Regions from separate parts of the Mus musculus genome. Here all the other regions are linked to region 3. The links are chromatin contacts, called in public HiChIP or PLAC-seq and promoter capture Hi-C maps. All regions are on one chromosome and are shown on one strand. Each heading gives the region's core, a stretch centred on a gene start, on an enhancer-like site or on the middle of the called end of the contact. The rest is flanking DNA. Distances are from core to core; before and after follow the strand shown. Region 1 holds the start of Cldn19 (claudin 19). Region 2 overlaps Gm35510 (a long non-coding RNA gene). Region 3 holds the start of Zfp691 (zinc finger protein 691).

Region 1 (2,700 bases), core at 172-2,671, 81 kb after region 3:
CCAGGTCCCTGGAGCTGAGCTGGAGCTGCAGGCCATACCAGGGGCCCACGCCCTGAGCAGGCACATAGGCTTGCCATTGTCTGAGAGTGCCAGGCACCCACGTGAGGAATGTAAGGCAGCAGGCTGGGGGTTTGTCCCTGCTGTGGGGGTTGAAGGTGTGGGGGAGGAAGCTGGCCATGTTGCAGCTCAGGAAAGGCAGTGGGATGGATGCAGGGGATGTAAGAGAGGTGGCTGGGAGGCTGGAGCGGGAGCAGGGGTGTGACATTCCTCCTGCACCCATGCCAAGCCTGTGGGGCTGAAATGAACGTGAGAGGATTGCTAATGAGACCCAGGGGAGTTAAACATTCCCTGCTCCCGAGGGCTGAGTGAGAAGGGGCGGGCAGGGGTCTAGGAGCGGTGAGCCTGAACCCCAGGAATGCACAGAGGCCCCTGCCCCTGCCAGGCTGTTCTGGAGCTAGGGGCCAGGGCCTGCTGTCTCAGGTCCCAGCAGGAGCTGCTGAACCAGCCAGCAAAGGGATTAACTGGCTGAGCAGTTCTTCTTCCTCCAAGTTCAGGACAGATGCTGGCGCAGATCTCCCCAGCTCCCCACCACGTCCTGAGGCTGGCAGACAGCTACCACTGGCCCAGTTACTGTGGGTCCCTCTTCTGACTCCTCAGATCGCAGACAGACCCCATAGCACATCTTCCCTGCTTTGGCCTCTCCCATTTTGATAGACATGGTTTCCAGGTACCTAGGACTCTTCTCCCCAGCAGCTCATATTTAACTGAGTCTCTGCACATCTGGCCTTAAAGCCCTGATCCAAAACTAACTCCAGGGGATCTAGGTCAGTGGTAGAGTGCTTGCCTAGCATGTACAACAAAGCCTGGTTTCCATACCCAGCACACACACACACACACACACACACACACACACACACACAGAGAGAGAGAGAGAGAGAGAGAGAGAGAGGAAGAGAGAGAGAGAGAGAGAGAGAGAGAACTCTATAGTTTTTTCCTGCTGTAACTAAAATTTCTTTCTTTTTCTGTCCTCAAGTCAGTGGGCAAGAAACCGCCGCTTCAGATCAGGCACTGAAGCACAGCAAAGCCATCCACTGAGCTGGTGCTGGGGAAGGGATTAGGAGAATCCCAGAGCACTGGAATCACTCCTAAAGGGGTTTCCCTGGTTAAAAGGGGGAAGAGTCACTCCTCCTAGCCCCTCCCTTCCTTACTATTGAGACAGGGAGGGCAGGGGTACCCCAGCTTGGATCCTAGGTTCTACCCTCCACTCCCAAGAAACTGGGCGAAAAGAGCTCTGCTGGGGACTGTCTGTGGGCGGGTTTTGGCCTTTTCCAGCCCCAAGGCCGCCCCCTGCATTCTGGAATCAGCAGCCACTGCCTCTGCTGGCCAGCCAGCCATCCCCTCTCCTCCTCTCCTCCTGTGCCACTTAGCTCCCCTTTTCCGGCTGTTCCTCTTACCATGACCACAACGCTCCTCCACACCCTGGCCCATCTCTGAGTCCTGGAACTCTCAGACTCCTACCTGGGCCATGGCCAACTCGGGCCTCCAGCTCCTGGGCTACTTCCTAGCCTTGGGCGGCTGGGTGGGCATCATCGCCAGCACTGCCCTGCCACAGTGGAAGCAGTCTTCCTATGCAGGCGATGCCATCATCACTGCCGTGGGCCTCTACGAAGGGCTGTGGATGTCTTGCGCCTCTCAGAGCACCGGGCAGGTGCAATGCAAACTCTACGATTCACTCCTGGCCCTGGACGGTAGGCCTCCGGTGGGAGCCGGGGAGGGGGCACTGACGGGGCACTGACTGGGCTGGGGAGGTTGTCGGCAAGCTTTTTCACAGCCTGTCCTTAGTGCTGGGTGGCACACTCCAGCCCCTGTGGGAGTCCCTAACTTCTGTCCTGTGTACACCGGAGAGTCCAGGCCAGTCAGGTCTCTAGGCTCTGAGGAGGCAGGAACACAAGAAGCTGGCAGCCTGGGCTCCCGGTCCTAATACCCACTCATTCAACCCTTGCGTTCTAATGTTCTCCTGTGTAACCAGGCCATTAATACACAGGGCATGGGAGGGTGGACTGAGATGAGGGTCTGGTTTCATAAGCCTGTTATCATTCTCCACTCCTCTTCTCTCCATATTCCATATTGACAGATATGTTTACACACACACACCGACACACACACACACACACACACACACACACGGACACACACACACACACGGACACACACACACACAGAGTCAGACACCATTACAGCTCTGACCTTGGGGACCATCGCACTTGCACTCCGACAGGGCTCAAAGTAGAGCCCACACAGTCAGTCCCACTCACACTGGTCCAGACAAACCACTGGCCTGCCTCCCTCAGGGATCTAAGTCTCCTGCTGCCTGGGGCCTAGAACTGACCAATACACTCCCAAAGAAAAAAGCATAGGATTCCATGATTGACAGGGACGATTGACAGGGTTGCTGCTGGGAACCAAGCTGGGTTTAGCTGGTTCTCAGGCACTTTCAGCTCTACCTCTGGTGATCCTGAGTGATACTCTGCCCCATCTCCTGCTGCTTGATTGAGGGTGTACCAGACCCAGGAGAAAGGAGCCAGTCAGGGCCGGTGGGAAACGGGGTCAGCAGTGACAATGACCTCACTCTGCCCCCTCTCCTCAAACACTCATTGTCTCTTCTCACAAGCAGGCAAGTGCTCAGGCCTCTTCAGGCTT
Region 2 (2,700 bases), core at 34-2,533, 91 kb before region 3:
TTCTAGGACATCCAGGGCTATACAGAGAAACCCTGTCTCAAAAAAAACAAAACAAAACAAAAAATAAACAGATAGATAGATAGATTTGACAGAATATATATATATATATATATATATATATATATATATATATATACACACACACACACACACACACACACTATTTTTTGTTAGACATATCCATCTTATATGTATGAGTATGTATCCACGCCATGTGTGCATCATCATAGAAGTGGGTCAGAGGACGATGTTGGACAATTCCCTGGTCCTGGAATTATGGATGGTGGTGAACCACCATGTGGATGATGAGATCTGAAGCAGGGTCCTCTGTAAGATCAATGAGTGCTCTTGACCACAGAGCCGTCACCCTAGTCCCTAAAAAATAATTTTTAAAAATGATTCGTAACATTATTAGTCATTAGAAAAGTGTAGACTTTAGCCACAATGAAATACCACCATAACACATATCTGTCGGGATGGCCACAAAACAAAGGCTGTCCTTAAGTCCAACCAGGAAGCAGAAAGTATGCTTAGCACTGGCAGTGACTTTAAAGTCCTAAGACTACACATTTCAAAGTGTTTACTGTGTTCACCTAATGAAACTTCTAGGAAGCATATAAAGATTATCACATCTATCCAGCTGAAAATTAACTATCAACCATCTATGAACATGGTCACATATCTTGTCCTGGGTTAAATGGCTTAAAGATCTTGCTGTTAGTTGGGACTTCTGATATTTAGAAACTGACATATTAAGTCCCAGACTTGTCCAACTTCCTGGTTAGGGAGGGAATGAATTCCCCAACATTAGCCTCCCCTCATCCATGAGGTTGGTCCATTGTGACTACGCTCGTCATAATACCTCTGAGCTTTCTGTTGATGACCCATGCATATGATTACACTAATACCCATCTGACTGAATCAGCCCAAATGGCTGGGCACTTGTTTCTTGCCAACTAGCAGCTCTGTACTAGAAACTGTCAGTTGGAGTTCTAGCTCATGACTAAGGGTCAGGCTAAGATAGGACTTAGGATTCTGGCCACGAAAGATGAAACTCAAGCTACTACTTGGCTTGTGTGTGATACTCCATGGGTAAGTGATCAGGATATGTTGTCAAATAAAGAAATGAATGAAAACCAGCTTAGACGAGAGGAGTCTGTTTTTGGCTTCCGGTGACTCAGCAGATGTTATCAGGAATGGGGAAGTGGGTCTCTCCTGGATTTGCTCTGACCTCTGCAGGGTCATACACAGGCTTCCAGCCACCCATCAGACAAGGACTTTCTTTCCTCCTCTGTACCATTCCACAGCAGGGAATTCTCCCTAGCAACAGCCACAGAAAACAAGAGCCCACTTCTCTTTCTCTCAAAAGCTACAACTTCCTTTTCCCTGGCTCCAATTTGGTTCAGGGCCAAAATTTTGATTGGCTGAAATCCATTAACTCTTTGTGGTTCTGTAGAGTAGACTCTTTTCTATAGGAAGTTTCAGACACAGTGGCTCAAAGTATTACTAGAGGGACCATGCAATGGTATTGTTTTAAAGTGTTTTAAATGCATATACATGATTAAAACTATAAAACATAGAGAGATGGCTTGGTGGTTAAGAGCACTTGTCGCAAGCTGGGTGTGGTGGCACACACCTTTAATCCCAGCACTCGGGAGGCAGAGGCAGGCGGATTTCTGAGTTCGAGGCCAGCCTGGTCTACAAAGTGAGTTCCAGGACAGCCAGAGCTACCTAGTGAGACCGTTTCAAAAATCCAGTTAATCAATTAATACTGCGTTCAGTCCCTGGGATCCACATGGAAGAAGGGGAAGAGTCAACTTCCCAAATGATTATGCCATATTGATAAGAGAGAACTCTACACTTACTAGAATACACACACACACACACACACACACACACACACACACCAGCTTAAGCCCCCAATAAGGAATCCCCAGCTCCTTGTGATCTGGCTTCAGGCCCCTGTGCAGCCTTGCTGCTAACTCTAAACACATGGCCTTGAGTATCGACTCCATGTCTTCAGACATGGTTACTCATGACCAAATCTTAGCAAAAGCTCATCCTTCTATATCTTCTCCCTCCCCTACCCAGAGAACTCCTACACACCTTGTAAGGCCCAACTAAAACGCTGCTTCCTCTGGGCAGCCTCTCCCATCATCGTACCACTGAACCAGATATGACACTTTGCTGTGAGTCTCCCGTCACCTGCCATGTAGCCCACAAACATTTCACACACTCACATCCATTTACTGCTCTGTGTATGTCTTTGCAGAAGCGTGGAGGTAGAGAACAGCAACGCCATCATGCAGATGATGCTGAAGGTGGTGATGACCAGTAGACAGGAATGGTGATAATGATGATGATGGGGACATGTCCAGAGATGCATGACTCTGGCCCCTTCCTGGGCCACCACACCTCGGGGGTCCTCCCAATGGTCTTGGCTCTGTTGTTGGTTACAAGGTTCTTTGCCATGAGAACTCAACATTCTCCTGATTTGAGAAGTCCCTGCTCAAACCTTCCTAAGTAATCCCCAGCCAAGCCAATCTCCTATTTCCATGGTCTTAGGATCTGGGTTGTTTCCAGCTTTTAGCTATTACAAATAAAGTTACTATAAATATTCATACAGGAGCTTGTATAATGCTTCAACTTCTCTTGAATGAACAACTGGGGGTGGAATGGCTGCATCATGTGATAAATGTA
Region 3 (2,700 bases), core at 196-2,695:
AAATGACTCGGTAGGTAAAGACACTACCGACCAAGTTGAACATAATATGCAAGGTTAAGTTCCAGGGAACAGGCAGTACATACACCCATTCTTTCTGGCCAGCACTGCATATGGCATATTACACAGTAGCCCATAACAGCTCATATTTTTTAAAGGTCCTACAGAGCACTCGACCTAGGGCTAAGCGGTCCAATGCACCATCTCAATTCATTTTTACAGCACCTCTGCCTCCCGAGTGCTGGGGTTGAAGGCATGAGCCGCTACATCTAGCTCAACTATTAATTTCTCATACTTACTTTAGAAATGATGAAACTGAAACTCTGAGAAATCAAGTCACGTGCCTAAGAGCACACAGTAGGTGGCAAAACTGAAGCCCAAGTTGATTCCTCCAAAGCTGAGGTTTTTAACCATTCCACCAGGACTGGAGGTAGAGACGGTGCTACGGCACTTAGGAAATGAGAAGGCACCTCTCTGAAGAGGGCAGGGAGGGAGCTTCACTGAAGAGGTGAAATTTAAACTATGACTTGCAAAATAGACAGATGAGCAGGACCAAGGCTGGCAGAGACGGAGAGTCCATCCCTGACTGAAAAGGCAGTGTGGAAATAACACAAAGTCACCTTGCATTACAAAGATCGGAGGGAGAAGAGACCTAGTGCATGTGGGGTTTTCTTCCTCGGAGCTCAGCAGCACAGAGTCGCCAGCAAGAGTGCGGAGGAGGGATGAGTTCTAAGAACAAGGCAAGAAGATGAGGCTTGGTGATCACAGACGATGAAGGACAAGAGCCTGGATTAGAAGGAAGAGACCAAGCTGGGGTCCGAAAGATTAAAGTTCTAGATCCGGGTTCGAGTCAAGGGTACCGGGAGTAACTTGGAAGGACCGGGGACAGAGTGTGAAAAATTAAGGAAGCACTCACCGGAGCTACATAGCGATTCAGAGACGGATCATCAAAGGAGCCAAAGAATCTGAGGTGGCCTGGGAGAGGGGACAAAGGCTGCAGCAGTGTCCAAAGAGCCTAGTTAAGTGGGGAAGGAGGATAAAGCTGGAGGAGTCAGCTGGGAAAGCTGAAGGACGAGAGTTGGGTTCAGAGATGTCCATGAGGTTGGGACTGGAGCTGGAAGAGTACAAGGGGCGACTCTAAAGACACGGTGTGTGGGAGGGGCATGGAGTGGTCCAAGGCCAACAGTAAGGCAGGGAGGGTAGTAAGACTGGGTCATCCGAGGACTGGGGACGTGATCGCAGCGGAGGGACACACGGTACCCGGCGGCCTTTGGGACTCGCAAAACAGCAACTTCCCAAACATCAGCCTTCAAGGCCTTCGCAAGAGCGAAGGGGCCAGGCTCGAAGCGCCCCGTGCCTCGCGTTCGCCTCCCCCATAACCCCCACGTCACCTCTACACAGCCGCGACCCACTTCACTCCCGCGGCTCGGTCAGGGACAGCGGCGCCTCGGTGGGCGGGGGAAGGAGCCGGAGCCGGAACCCAGAGAGGATCCGCCTTCACAGCGTTCGGATTGGATCCTGGGAACGTTCTTCCTCTCTATTGGCTATACTAACTGTCACACTGCACAAGACCTAGTAGGACGGCCAATAAACATTGGTTTAGTGCGCGGCATGCTGGGAGTTGTAGTTCGGAGGTTTGCTTCGCTGAAAACATTTGCCCAGTTCAGAACTCAGCGGTGAAGCTGTCATCACTTCTAAGGTCATCAGGTTTCTTTTCTTTTTGTCTTTTGAAGCGGTGGCCCTCGATAGAAACCTCGCAGTTCATTTAAAGTTTATAGTTTAAAATTAAAAGGACATGTACCAGGAAAGGAATTTAAAAATAAAGTAGTTCGATCTCTTTGTCCGAGAAGCTAAGTGTCCTCTCCCAAGGAATGACCTCCAGCCAGGTCGGCCAGTGGCCCAACGTAGGTTTTGGTTTTTTTTTTCTGTGTCCTATGTGATCCTGTTAACCCAAAAGTCTCGCATCAATCTGGATATAATAGACCAGTAAGTTATCCAGAGATGGTTTTTGTTTGGTTGGCTGGTTGTTGTTTTTCCCAGATTTTATTTTGAAGAACAATAAAGATTAAGAACTTGAAAGATAAAGAGGATAAAGAAAGTTGATGTGTAAGCTAACTACGAGCTTTTCCTGTTTGTGTGGTCTTTCAATGGTTGTCTTTGTAGCTGGTAAAGCTTTAGAGCTAGTGATGACCCGGTGATTAAGAACACTTACAGCTCTTTCAGGGGACCTGGATTCCCAGCGCCCACATCAGGTAGTTTATAACCACCTGTAACTCCAGATCCAAGGGATCCAATGCCCAATTCTGGACAATTTGAGAACCTGCACACAAGAACACACACTCACACACACACACACACACACACACACACAAAATCAGGAAAGAAAAAAGAGAGGGTCAAGTTTTATAATCCCACCTCTCTCCTCTATAAAATTCCTAGCACAACTATTGTAAGGATATAAGGACTGAGTGGATAGACAGACAGTCAGACAAATAGGCAGACACACAGACAAACATTTCCTGCTTCTACAAATAGCTCTATTCTCTATTGGTAAATTCTCTCAATAGGTAAGACTAGCATGAGTTAGTTAGCCAATAGGATTGGCTACTCAAGCAATTATGTTTGGAGCTGAGGATGTGTGTGACGTGTAAGTATCTATTACACACTATTAGTTTATAAATTGATAAAAATAAAACATCAAAA

Evidence for each region. HiChIP or PLAC-seq counts read pairs in DNA pulled down with a chosen protein or histone mark. Capture Hi-C pulls out chosen DNA fragments and counts their contacts.
Region 1: a contact with region 3 is called in a promoter capture Hi-C map of liver. The contact joins the promoter of Cldn19 here to the promoter of Zfp691 in region 3. A contact is called at or near these places in 3 of 115 datasets of contacts at active chromatin or transcription factors (all in embryonic stem cells) and 4 of 9 other capture datasets (adipose tissue, liver, macrophages and 1 more).
Region 2: a contact with region 3 is called in an H3K4me3 HiChIP or PLAC-seq map of bone marrow-derived macrophages, with 2.3 times the contacts expected there. The contact joins the enhancer-like site here to the promoter of Zfp691 in region 3. A contact is called at or near these places in 3 of 39 promoter capture datasets (fetal liver, neural stem cells and neutrophils), 1 of 484 Hi-C or Micro-C datasets (embryonic stem cells), 5 of 115 datasets of contacts at active chromatin or transcription factors (astrocytes, bone marrow-derived macrophages and embryonic stem cells) and 2 of 9 other capture datasets (adipose tissue and liver).

What each region holds. Positions count from the first base shown.
Region 1 is chr4:119,254,048-119,256,747 of GRCm38.p6, forward strand. It overlaps Cldn19 (claudin 19), which reads left to right and starts at 1,422. Exons shown (of 5, transcript NM_001038590.1): 1 at 1,422-1,748. The coding sequence starts at 1,526. The region is part of intron 1 of Gm12927 (a long non-coding RNA gene); the gene reads right to left.
Region 2 is chr4:119,081,773-119,084,472 of GRCm38.p6, forward strand. It overlaps Gm35510 (a long non-coding RNA gene), which reads left to right. Exons shown (of 3, transcript XR_868067.2): 3 at 2,273-2,574. Among named protein-coding and RNA genes, the nearest start is that of Gm35510, 10 kb to the left of the region's middle. Within about 2 kb of position 1,284, at least 49 of the 459 cell types and tissues checked have an H3K27ac peak or open chromatin away from gene starts, as enhancers often do. A contact at or near this core is called in astrocytes, bone marrow-derived macrophages, embryonic stem cells and 1 more, where this site is marked.
Region 3 is chr4:119,172,750-119,175,449 of GRCm38.p6, forward strand. Zfp691 (zinc finger protein 691) reads right to left here and starts at 1,446. Exons shown (of 2, transcript NM_001145936.1): 1 at 1,389-1,446.